Linked DNA regions of Mus musculus: region 2 is linked to region 1. Evidence: chromatin contacts called from public Hi-C data. All regions are on one chromosome and are shown on one strand. Each heading gives the region's core, a stretch centred on a gene start, on an enhancer-like site or on the middle of the called end of the contact. The rest is flanking DNA. Distances are from core to core; before and after follow the strand shown. Region 1 holds the start of Slc6a12 (solute carrier family 6 (neurotransmitter transporter, betaine/GABA), member 12). Region 2 overlaps Iqsec3 (IQ motif and Sec7 domain 3).

The links. A called contact is a pair of places that touch in the nucleus more often than the background predicts.
Region 2: a contact with region 1 is called in a Hi-C map of the N1E-115 cell line, with 4 times the contacts expected there. The contact joins the enhancer-like site here to the promoter of Slc6a12 in region 1. A contact is called at or near these places in 7 of 39 promoter capture datasets (3T3-L1-derived adipocytes, cranial neural crest, embryonic stem cells and 3 more), 4 of 484 Hi-C or Micro-C datasets (the N1E-115 cell line, embryonic stem cells and trophoblast stem cells), 2 of 115 datasets of contacts at active chromatin or transcription factors (both in embryonic stem cells) and 3 of 9 other capture datasets (adipose tissue, liver and pancreatic islet).

What each region holds. Positions count from the first base shown.
Region 1 is chr6:121,337,870-121,344,472 of GRCm38.p6, forward strand. Slc6a12 (solute carrier family 6 (neurotransmitter transporter, betaine/GABA), member 12) reads left to right here and starts at 4,705. Exons shown (of 16, transcript NM_001381903.1): 1 at 4,705-4,747; 2 at 5,181-5,236.
Region 2 is chr6:121,399,169-121,405,120 of GRCm38.p6, forward strand. The region is part of intron 5 of Iqsec3 (IQ motif and Sec7 domain 3); the gene reads right to left. Among named protein-coding and RNA genes, the nearest start is that of Slc6a12, 60 kb to the left of the region's middle. Within about 2 kb of position 3,368, at least 14 of the 459 cell types and tissues checked have an H3K27ac peak or open chromatin away from gene starts, as enhancers often do. A contact at or near this core is called in the N1E-115 cell line, where this site is marked.

The DNA.
Region 1 (6,603 bases), core at 3,455-5,954:
AAGGCAGATGATGGGACCAGGTGATGGGGCCAGGCCATTGTCCTCCATCACACATTTGGATTGAAGGAAGGGGACCCTCCTCTCTCCACACTTCCCTAGAGTGTCATGTATGGTCCTGTATGATCCCCACCCCCACTTGCCACCACTGTTCCGTGCTCCTCTCCTCTAACCTCATCATGATATTAAAAAAAAGGGAGACAGAGGGAAGGACAAAGGGATCAGGCCCTGGTTACAAAAAGAAAGAAGACAGACTAGCAGCAGTTTCTTTCTGTTCCCATGGCCCCTGCTGTGTCCCTGCTTGTCAACACTGTCCAGCTGATGCAGGGGGATGAGTTGATGCAGGGTGAGAGAGGGTGGCCAGCCAGACCAGAGGGGCCTTACAGAAGAGGTCCTGCCCAGACTCTACCAGTAGAGGGACTCCTCAGACAGTCTTATTCTCCCTAGCAAGAGATTCAGATATGGGGTACTGTCACTTCCAGATGCGACCACAAGGGGGTGGCACTGTCATGTCCTCAGTCCCAAGTGTCAGGTTTGAGCTTAAGGGATGGACCAACCCTTAAGATCTAGCTTTCAAGAGACTCAGGCAGGAGGCGGGCCCAGCTCTAGGATGTTGCCTGGAGGTCAAAGCAAGGCCCCCAGGCATGCCTTAGCAACCAGCCTCTAAGGGGGTGGGGAGAAACTCCAGTTGCTGTTTGTGTGCTGTAGAAGTGGATGAAACATGACTCTCTCCCCATCTAGGGAAAGGTCTACCTGAGTCTGCAGGTTCACCTGGGGTCCTCTGCTGTGGCATGACAGCATGACGTGACTAAGTGTCCTATGACTCTCTGAGCTGTTCAGGCTCCGCCCCCACCCCGGGTGTTTTTTCAGCTTGTGACATGTCAGTTTCAAGGGAAATGTTTTGAAATCTTTGCCAGTTTTCCAGTCTTGTGTTGGAAGAGTCTGTAGAAATCAGGGACAGTGGTCCTCCTGACTCTGTGGGGAGCCTGGACTCTTTCTCCTAGGTGATTTACTCCGTGGATACAGGCTTGGTCACAGCATTGCAGGTTTAATGTGCCCAAGCCTAGGGTTCTACACAGCTCACCGCCTCACCTACCTGACCGTGTTTCTACAACGCCTATGGCTACAAGGTTATAATGCACTTACTACAAACATGGGCAGAAGCAGAATTCAACCCATTTCTTTTATCTCTTAATACAGGGTCTCACTATTAGCCTTGGCTGGCCCGGAGCTTGCCTTGTAGAGCAGGATAGCCACTTGCCTCTGCCTCCCTAGTGCTGGGATTAAAGGTGTGCGCCACGATGTCTGTGTCAGTTTCCTTGAATGAACTTGGGGCTTTGAGAGGGAGTCACAGAAGGTGGAGGGAACCTGGCAGGCAATTCTGAGCGTACGCGATCTGCCTCTCTGCCCACTCATTTGCTCAGAGTTTTAGAAATATGCTGAGGAAATGAGATGGCTCAGTGATGGTCATGTGAGCCCCACTTATCAGAGTCCCAAATGGTGGCATCTACAGTGTGAAAACCACGTGTTGGTGCTTCTCTGATGTGTCTGCTTCATGGACTGTCTCAGTAGAAACCCCTTGGAATTCACATTCAATTTTCAGATGTGGATAACTCCATGTATCCTGCCCACACAGTTTTATGACAGGGATCAAATGAAGTCAGGGGCCCAAGTATTCTTTTAGTCCGGTTTTGGGTTCAAGCGAGGGAGATAAATGCTGGCTGACAGGCGGAGATGATGGAGATTTGAGAAATGTGGCTGGTGTGCTCAGAGTCTGTCAACACTGTTTCGTTTTTGCTTTGTTTTGTTTTGAAACAGGACCCCAGTCTTAGCTCAGGCTGTCCTTGAACTCACTATATAGTTCAGGGTGGCCTTGAACTCACAGAGATCCTCTTGCCTCAACTTCCCAAGTGTTGAAATTATAGATGTGAGCGACCAAGCCTAGCTATAGTCAGAGTTGGGAGCTATGGTACTTGAGTTTGGCTTTGGCTGAGGTAGAGGCATAGGTGAGGTGAAGGACTGAGGATAGCTGTGTCCCTATCTGTATGGGGCAGAGACTGGATCCTGCAGTTCCCCAAAGAAAGCAAGGCAGGGAGGGGAGGCTACACAGAGAGGTCGGCAGGCAAGCACTAGGAGAGATAATCTGAGTGCAGGAGGCAGAAGCATAGGGGAAACTGGCACCTGAGAAGATGCCCATGGCACCAGGAAGGCACTTACTAATCCCTGAGCCCACTAGGCTACCTGGAGAACTCAACTGCCCAAGGTTCAGACCCAGGCACATCTCACAACCCCGGCCATCCCTAGACAGTGTGCACATAAGCACAGGTCACCTGGGCAACCTTCTTAATAGAGGCTTGCAGCCTATTTTGGATCTCAACCCTCACATTCAATAACAGGCAAACTATTCTGTGATCTTGTTTCTCCTCTAAACTATGCTAAAACTACTGCTTACCCCACAGCCTCACCAGACTCCAGCAGAAACAGGCACCCAGGAAGCACTCTGGGTAAACACTTCCATTTACTGTGGCTGCACCCCAGCAGTCGCTCTCCTCATAGCAGAAAAGCCCTGGAGGTGTCCAGGACAGCATACCACCCCTTAGTCTCAGGAAGAAGGATGCGCATTTACTTAGCTAAGTGAATTTGCTAGGGAATGAGGAAGAAGTAGCCTCAAATAGCCTGTGGTCCAATGGCCCTGGGGCTGGGGCCCTTCAGTCCCTGGTTCTGAGAGAGCAGCGTATGCTGTCTAAGCAAAGGGATGGATATGATTGTTTCTCCTGCAGTGGTTGTCATCTCCCTCTCTCTTTCCTTTCTTTCTCTCCCCATCCATCCATCCATCCATCCATCCATCCATCCATCCATCCATCCATCCAATACAGGCCATAGGTCTGCTCGGAGGCAGCACTATTTTAAATGCTAAAATAGCAGCGGAGAATCACGAGATGAGACTCCCACCTGTTAACTGATCTGAGGAAGGAGCTCTCGGAACCAAGGGGCACAGGTTCCAGTGCCGGCTTCTTCATTTACTGCATGTGGTCACAAGGTGAAGTGTTTTGCTTCTAGTCACCCCCAGAATTCTTCTCAGGCAGAGTCTTCTCATATCCACACCTCAAGGCTCCTAATGGAGGCAACACATAGTGTACCCAGCCTGAACGAGGAGCTCAGAAAATAGGCTTCATGCCAGGTACCTAGGAGTATGCACGGGGTCAGAAGAAGATGGCTGCTCGTGGCTCTTCCTCTCTTTGCAGTACTTTGCAGATGCTTGCAAAGACACAATCTCTGGCTTCTTGAGTTTCCAGTGGTCTGATAACAGGAGGGTGCGGGGGAAAATGAATATTGGGACAAGCTTGATTTGGGGGGGGGGGGAACCAATGTTAAGAGAGGGAGACAAGGGTCTGAAGTAGCCAGGGGAAAGAGATGGAAGGATTAGGTAAAATCCGACTTTACTCACTGGGCAGAAGGGCTGCCAAAGCCGGCTCTTTTGTTTTTTGTAGACCCTGGTATCTCCTGTGTAAGAAACAGCAGAGCAGTGTGTCTCTCAACCTTCCTAACGCTGTGACCCTTTAACACAGTTCCTCATGTTGTGGTCGCCCCTAACCATAACATTATTTTCATTGCCACTTCGTAACTGTAGTTTTGCTGTTATCAATCGTAATGTAGATATCTGATATGCAGGATATCTGATGTGTGACCCACAAAGAGGTCACAATGCACAGGATGAGAACTGCTGTACTGGAGGTCATGATGGTGGGCCCAGCGTGCAGGCATAGAGCAGACCCAGCAGGCAGGGCAGGTTGCACCATGCCAGCTGGGCACGGGGGTGAGAAGTGGGCAGCTTGCGGCAGACCGTGACTCTTTTCCCTCCAGAGCTGGTCCCCAGCTTGTAAAGGCCAGACTCATTCTGGTTTTCCTTGATGGGCAACAGAGGCCAGGGGGGACCTGAGGGATGGTGAGTGGGGTGCCAATGGAAAATTACAGACCGCCAATCTCACTTCACACCCTCCACTGTTAAGACATTTTTTAGCAGATAAAGGGGAAGTCCACACAAAGGGAAATTTCCCTTTCTCCCCACAACTTCCCCTGTTTCCATCCCACTCGGCATTGAAGAAACATCTTGATGTTTCCAGAGGCCACAGGCTTTTTCGTATCCATGCTGTGAAGACTTGCCCAGAGAACCCTGTTTTGGAAAAATCCTCCCATCATTGCTGAGGGCACACACATTCCCCATGGGTGTGCACACTTGACAGCCGCCAGGCTGTTCCGGAGGAGTCTTTGGTTTGTGGTGCTGTGCTGGGCAGAATCTGAGTATCTGGATCCCAGAACCCCCACCGGAGCCTGCAACAAATACTGACAACTGTCCTTAAGAACCTGTGATTTTCCCAGCACAGCCATGTTGACTTTAACCCTCCACAGCAACCTTGAAAAGCACCCATTATCCACCTTTCCAAAGCGGGAAACTGAGGCTCAGAGTCTTCCTTGGCTGGGAGACCATGATAAGGGTCTGGGTGGGTGGGCTGAACCTTGGATCCTATTTGCATTTGCCTTCCTGGGATATGCAGGCTCTGGAGACTTCTCTAGGAAAATCCCAAGGAGAAGGCAGTGGCTGGGAAGGTCTCGAGCTTTGCAGGTACTTGGTGGAAAACTCCAGTCTGTGATTCACCCTCCTCCCATGCCCTCGTCACTGAGGCCAGCTCCCCTCCCAAGGTCCTCAGTGTCCAGCCTGAAAGTTGGTGGCTCCCATCCCACTGCTCTGGTAAGAGGGGCTGTACCTTGCCTAAGAAGGAGCCGGTAGTTGGGGTGGAGGTGAGGATAAGGGCGAAGGGCCAGGAGCAGGAGGAGAGAGGTCAGGGAGGTAGGGCTGCCTGAGGCAGCTGTTCAACAAGGTTCTGGGGGCTTCTTCTGGATAGTGCCCACTGGGAAGACACTAGTCAGGAGTGAGGGGCCCTGAGGGGACAGAGAGACAGGGTCATGAGGTTTCGTTCCCTGAGGGTGGATGGTGTAATCTAGGCTTATAGACTTCTCAATCTCTCTTGTTGCTTGTGGTATTTTGTCCCTTCACTTTCTACAGCCCCCCTTCCCTGGTCTGGCCATCCGTCTCAGGACCACTGGGTGGGTGGGGCTGTGGCGGGAGGGGGGGTTGGGGGGGGGAGGAGCAGGAGTACTGAAGGTGAGAATTCCTCTTCCAGGTCTGGAGACGCTTACTCATTCTGGAGCAGGAGTTCTAGCTGGGCTGAGAGACCAGGTGAGTGGGAAGAGCATGCGCAGAGCGCGCAGTCTGGTTATCATAGCCTCTGTACCCCTGAGTCTGGAGAGCTGAGGCTCAGGGCAGAGGCAAGACCCAGCAGAACTGTGTGTCTGGGCAGGAAGCAGGGAGCTGCGGTCCCCTGAGGCCACAGGGAGTCTGATGCCATCCTCACTAGCCACATAATGAAATTGCTCAGGGACAAGCCCCAGTAAGTAAGGAGAGTTCACAGATGGGGAACTGGCCCCGAGGAGGCGGGCCATCTGCCTGCCAGGGGAGGGCAGTCAGTTTTCAGAGCTAGGAAGGGTGAGTGGATGGATCTGGAACTACCTTCACAGGTTGGGGGCGCCTGCCTCTTGGTCAGCTAGGGCTAGAGCAGAAAGCGGGGCACCAGCTTGGGTGGGACTGGGTCTGAGGAGAGGGAGCTGGAGAAGATGTGGGCTGCCACTGTGGAGGGCAGCTGCCTACCAGGTGTGAAGGGCTACGAGCAGCCAGGCTTTGGGGCCATGCACACAGGTATGTGTGTGCAGAGGGACGTGACGGAATGGCATCGGTGTGTTCAGGGGTGGGTGCTGGTATGTGGGTATGGGCTGAAGTGGGACTGGGTCTCTTTCGTTTAGGGAAGGGAGCGGTGGTGCCTGGGTTGAACCCTAGCAGTATGTGGGGCGGGGAGGGTTTCTGGAGGTGTTTCCTAGAACCAGAGTGGGCTTCCATCTAATCTGTCCAGCTCCTGAGGAGAGAGTTAAGACTGTACTTGCTGGTCCTTTGAAGACAGAACCCAGGATTGGCTCAAGGGCACCCAAGTATGGTGAAGTCCCTCCCCTTCCCCTTGCTCAGCCTAGCAAAGCGGGTGGACAGCCTGCAGAGGAGATCTGTAGCTGTGGAGGTAACAGAGCTTGCGAAGGGGAACGAGTTGTCCTTGCTGTCACAGAATCATTCCTAGCAAACAGACTAGAGGTGGGGCGGGGGGGAGGGACCCTGGGGGCCGAGGCTGTGTTTTTGAATTTATTTGCTGTTGGTGTGGAGCTGGGCTGGGCTGGAACTTTACTGTCCTGCTTCGATTCTGAGATCTGGAGTTCTCACGCAGATGATATTCACTATCTGACCCATAAGAAGAATAGAGAGAAAAGGGGCCCTGTGCAGCGTGTTTGTACGGCTAACGTTCTCCTGGACATTCCTTCCCCTAGTCTAACATAGCTGTCCAGTGCTGTGGTTTCAGCCCTCTCTCCTCCCTGCTCACCGTGGCTCTGAGCCACCTCTCCTTTTGCCTGCCTTTGTTTTTATTCTGTGGTTCCACTCTTCCTCTCGAAAACGTTTTAAAGAATTTTTATTTGTTTATTTTTATGTGTCTGAATGTTTTGTGTGTG
Region 2 (5,952 bases), core at 2,118-4,617, 60 kb after region 1:
GTAAGCCATGTGGAGCAAGCCAGTAAGCAGCACTCCTCCATGGCCTTCACATCACCTCCTGTCTCCAGGCTCCTGCCTTGTTTGAGTTCCTGCCCTGACTTTTCACAGTGATGGACTGTAAATCAGAACTGTAAGCCAAAATGAACCTTTTCCTCCACAATTTTTTTTTTTCTTTTTGAGTATGGTGTTTATCACAGCAATAGAAACCCTGACAATGACAGGGAGCTATGCTTTAAAAACTGGGTCAAGACTATTTCTTTGTAGCTAAGTGTGGTGGCGAGCACCTGTAACCTCAGGACGTGGGAGGCTGGGTAGGAGGATCACATGATCAAGGGTAGCTTGGGCTCTCCCCTCAGTCCTCTACAATTCTCCATACCCATTACAGGCTCTAGGTAGAGAAAGGACAAGTCCCACACAAAGACAAAGAAGACATAGCTTATATGGCTTTGGCCACAGAGAGCTCTTAGGGGACATGCAATTTCAGTTGTGATGAAAGATGAGTTGTGTTGTTGAGGTGAGGGAGGCTGGCTGAGGAGGCTGAGGAGGCTGAGGAGGTCGAGGAGGCTGACAAATACACCAAAGTTGTGGTAGATAAGAATTCCAAGCATCTAGAAAAGCTTGGCGGGGCGGGGGGGACAGGACCTGGAGGACATAGGGACTTGGGGTGAACAGGATATTCACCTGCTAATTATGAGGATTCTAGAATGTATCCTGAGCACTGCAAGATTTCATGAAGATTTCCTGGTTGCTGGGGATAGGAGCAGGGAGAAATAAGAGGGAGGGGGCAGTGAGCAAGATGGGGGCCTGGAACAAGAGAGGCCAGGGAGCCCAGTCAAGATGCAACTTCCGGGGTCCCAACTGGAAGTTCTAGGGCTGAGTCTAGGATGAAGCTGAGGGTGGTGGTGGTGAATGCAGGGTCTGAGATTCTGTCCAGAGGAATCTGGGACTGAAGGATGGAGGGGTATAGGAGCTATGCATAGGAGAGGCATAGGAGCTATGCATAGGAGGGGTATAGGAGCTATGCATAGGAGGGCCATAGGAGCTATGCATAGGAGGGGCATAGGAGCTATGCATAGGAGGGGTATAGGAGCTATGCATAGGAGGGGCATAGGAGCTATGCATAGGAGGGGTATAGGAGCTATATATAGGAGGGGCATAGGAGCTATGCATAGGAGGGGTATAGGAGCTATGCATAGGAGGGGCATAGGAGCTATGCATAGGAGGGGTATAGAATGAGCCCCATAACTCAGCAGCAGTATTTAAGGTGAGCAGGAGGCTGGACTGAGGCTTTAGCTTGGGAGCCTAAGCTAAAGAGGTGTTGAGTTGGGTTTCTCTTTTACTAATTCCTTCCTTCTCCCCTCTCTCTCCTTTCTTTTTTCTTTCTTTTCTCTTTTCTTTCTTTCTTTTTTTCTGAAACCAGGAGTAGAGCCACAGCCTTATACACAACTCTACCACTGAGCTACACCACAGCCCTGCAAACCCTTATGAAGACCCACTGTGTGTCTCTTTTAGTGTACAGATGAAAACCTGTGTTGATAGCTTCCTGTTACCCAGTCTCTTCCTCTGTTTTTGTTTAGAGCCAAACTTCAAGAAGTCATGCATGTTCACGCTGTCCTGTGTCCTGGCTTCTTTTCCCATTCCAGTCCAGTGCATGTTCTCATCAGTCTGTTTCATGTCAAGGCCACCACTGGTCACCCTGACACCAAGTTCAGTGGACTCTGTTTGTCATGCCCTCATGTCATAACCTCTTTCTGGGGTGACTCTTTTCTCTTTCTAGGTACTCATCTCTATCTGACCTCTGGCTTAGAGGTGGCCTCCAGGCCTTTCCCCGTCTTAAAAATCCTTCTCTAGGAGACCTTGCTGATCTCAGCGGCTCCTTCTGTTTCCTGTAGCTCCAAGTTCATTAGGTTGTCTCTTATACCAAGTCTCCTTATTGCTGGGACTCCATTGAGTTTACAAGAGTCAACGACAGTGCTACTAAGCCGGGGGCAACTGCATCAATAATGTCGCCTCTGCATCCCAGCGGAGCATCAGTGGTAACCCCTTTTTTTCCTGGTTGAGTCATCTGAGGTCTGAATGTCCTCACTGGGTGACAATCATGAGAATGTAGGATGTCCCTATTTCTCTTGAATAGACAACAGGCTGTGCATACTTTGTTATACCAGGTATTTGACAGTTTGACTTGCTTAAACAAATATTTGGCAATGTCAAGTTCGATCAGTTCTGCAGATGAGATGTCCCGAGCTGTAACATACCCTGCCATTTTAAAATGAAATGATGTGCATGTATCAGGAAATATCTGCACCAAGGTAACAAGTCCAAGGACAGGCACAGTTAGTTCTAGGCAAAGATGAGCGCCCTGAATTCTCACGCACTTGGGTGGCTACTCAATGTGACACAGTTCTCTGCTTTCCTCCCACACCTGCCACAGGCTCTGAGATCTACTCCCTTCCCTCCTGCTGCAGCCAGAACTATGGCTAGTGACTTAGCCCGTCCTTACTCCCTGTCTTCAGGCCATCCTTGAGAACCATCCTTCTAGGACACTTGCCTGGTCTTCAGTGGCTCCCCTGTTTGCTTTCCTTCAGAACCTTCCACATTCCTTGTATGATGTCCCCAGCGGAGCAGGCTCTTAGCATCCTGCTCCTCCTGCCCCTTCCTCCTGACTCCTTCTTGCAGTCTTGCCTTCATGCTGTCTGACTCCAACCTTGAAGGTCTGTGGTCTCCATAGCTTCCATCGTTTTCCGGACTTGTCTTCAGTCTACTTTAAAACTTCCTCGCGTGGTTAGAACATGTTGTTTCTCAGCTCTGCTTCTCTAGAGTATACATGAAGCCATAACCTTTGTAAGATGATTAGATGAGTGAGTAAAAAACCAGTTGGAAGAAGCAGGCTCAGGTGCTGTTGAAGGTAAGCTGGAGAAGAAGCTCAACAACCCTTGAAAACTTCACCCAGGGACCTGGAATCTCTTAGTATTCTCTGTCAAGATGATCTGGAATTGACCCCAGACCTCTGCCAGGGATATGTCCCGGAGGATTGCTGATGCTGGGCAGTGATGAAGCCACGTGGGTCACATGCACTTCTTGCCTCCTCCAGCTGCAGAAGCGATTGAATGTGTGATGAGAACTGGAGTGTGTGGGTATCACTGATCGGACCGCTTTGGGGAAGAGTCTGGACTTGCTCAAGAGGGTTGTGGATGGATCAGCCAGTGAATCAGGTTGGGGGTGGGGATAGAGGGTTTGCTTGGGCTTCCTTCATGCCTATATGTTTTTTTGGGGGGGGGGAGTGGGGGCTGCAGAAAACAGCTCAGGAGGACTTGGAGGCAGAGAGCCAGCTGCTCCTGCATCTGTATGAACAGTACACTCTTGCATCAAATTGCTTGTTAACACTGATCCGTTCACGCAATCAATTCGTGTTGCGGGGAAATGAAGCATCCTACACAACTGTGATCAAAATGAATTGCGTCATCTCAGGATCTTTTTTTTTTTTTTTTTTTTCTTTTTTAAAGGAAAGCAAGACAGTGTCTGGCAGACAAAGGAACTGGTTGGGAGCTGAAAATAGGTAATAGCAACAGCAGGGATTTTTTAATTGGCCAGAAGAGATGGTAAAGATATTGTCAGTGAGGCCCTGCTGAGGCCTGGGAAGCGGCAAGTATCTGTGCTTCAGGGGAAAGGCCATGAGACGCGCAGACCCTGCTTTTATTCTGCGGTGCTTGCTTACACAATTTAATTAAAAATACCCTCATCCGCTGGAGGGTGATTTTCTTTTCTGGTCAGAACTCATAACATGCTCTGTGAAGGCCTTTTAGAAAAGTGAATGGTGCCAAGAAAACAGAAGGAGAGGGTGCTGACTCAGGGACCCAGCAGTGTTCCCATGATGGCGCTGCGGCACAAAGACCCTCCAAAGGATGGCTGCCAGGTACTGACCCAGAAATCAAGAGCACTCTGCTCTAACTACCCAGACACATCGGCAGTCACTGTGGATGCCAGAACAGATTTTTCTCATGCTGAACTTGGCAGCATCCTAGTGGGCAGGGGTCATGAGTCCCAAACATGTCTCAGAATCCCCTGGTGCTCCTGCCAAGCCTAGATTTCTCATTCACAGGGCCTGGAGCAGAGACAGAGTTTGCATCACCATCAGGCTTCCAGGTGGTGCTGATGGTGCCAGCCGGGGCGACACATTTTGAGAAGTAAGTCTGTGTACTGTAACAACGTGGGACACAGGAAGAGGTCAGGCCTTTGGGTTTGAGTCTTGTTTCTGCTGTGCAGAAGTCCGGCTCAAGCCACTGAGTTTCAGTGTACCTCACTTCCCTCACTTACAGAATGGACACAATCCATGTCCTGTCCTCTGGGCAGAGCTGGCATGGGTTTTAAGAAGTCAATGTGTACAAAGGTCCTGGTATAGTGGGACTTAGTAAGTAAGGGCTTTCGTTGTGTTTCTTCGGATCAAGCCTGCGTTGACATGTTGATAAGTGAGCGGTTTGAAGCTCCTTTTAGCTGAGGTGCTGCTGATAATAGCAGCTAACTGTCTGAAACAGTGCCGCTAGCCAGGTATCAGCGGACATTTTAAAATGCACACCAAGCAGGGGAAACTGGATCTAGTGCAGGCCCCGTGAGACTTGGGAATCACACTCTCTGCTCTTTCTCAGATGAGAGGATCGGAGCACAGCCAAATAAAATGGGGAGGAGGGATGGAGTTGTGCCTGATTCTGCTCAATTTCCACTGGCCTGTGGACAGGTCAGTTCTTCTCCCTGGGTCTGTTCTTCCCAGGCAAGATGAGAGGCCTAAGCTACAGCTGAGCCCCCACTGGGCTTTCCAGTGCTATGATTCAGAAGCAGAGAATCATGAGAACCATGAGCGCTGTAGATCTTGCTTCTTGTGGAGTGGGGCACAGACATTGGGGTGTTGTGGGATTATGGGCTCATTCTGCCTGGCTGCAGGTCTCAGCCATCTATAAGCTGTGTGGCAGAAGGGAAGATCCCTAACCTCTCTGTTCCTTGGTTCCTGCATTCTTAGAAATGGGCGCTCCCACAGTGTGATCCTTATTGTGCTTCACGGATATTCCTGTAGAAATCATCAGGACAGGCTGAACCCCTGGAAGTCCCTCCGAGAAGTCTCATGGTAGAGTGGCTGGTAAGAGCCTCCAATAGAAAGTTACCCAGAGGGTGGGAATGGCCTCTCCTGAGCTAGCTTATGAGAGACTGGGCTGGAGATATCTCTTTGTATAAAATCCCAATTCATATGCCTTAAGTCTGGATTTGTTTACCCTATCTTTGGGGACCACAAAGTCTCCATTTCAGGGAGTATTTACTGTTCAAGAGAGTTTTTAATCTATTCATGTCAGGGATAGAGAAGGGTGTCCAGAGAGGTGGGAGGTCAAAGATTTAAATCCAGAAAGACACCACTGGTTTCTCCTCTCCTCTCCTCTCCTCTCCTCTCCTCTCCTCTCCTCTCCTCTCCTCTCCTCTCCTCTCCTCTCCTCTCCTCTCCTCTCCTCTCCTCTCCTCTCCTCTCCTCTCCTCTCCTCTCCTCCCCTCCCCTCCCCTCCCCTCCCCTCCCCTCCCCTCCCCTCCCCTCCCCGCCCCGCCCCTCCCCCGCCCCTCCTCCCCTCCTCTTTCTTTCTTTCTTTCTTTCTTTCTTTCTTTCTTTCTTTCTTTCTTTCTTTCTTTCTTTCTTTCTTTCACAGTCAAAGGACCTGAACCTGGGGCTTTATACATGCTAAGTTAAATGCCTTTCCATTATGGATATGTATATATATTCCTAACACAGCACTTTTAAAAGACACTCCTCTTGCCCCTCTGGGTGATAGAAGAGAACTTTTCAAACCTGTAGAAATAGCTCTAAGATCTTTGCCTACATGGTTGTTTCCCTCCCCTCCTCTAGACCCTGGAAGGGTCTTCCTGAGCCACAGCCTAACCATCCTCTCCACAAGGGAATTCCTCAAGCAAAGAAAGGGT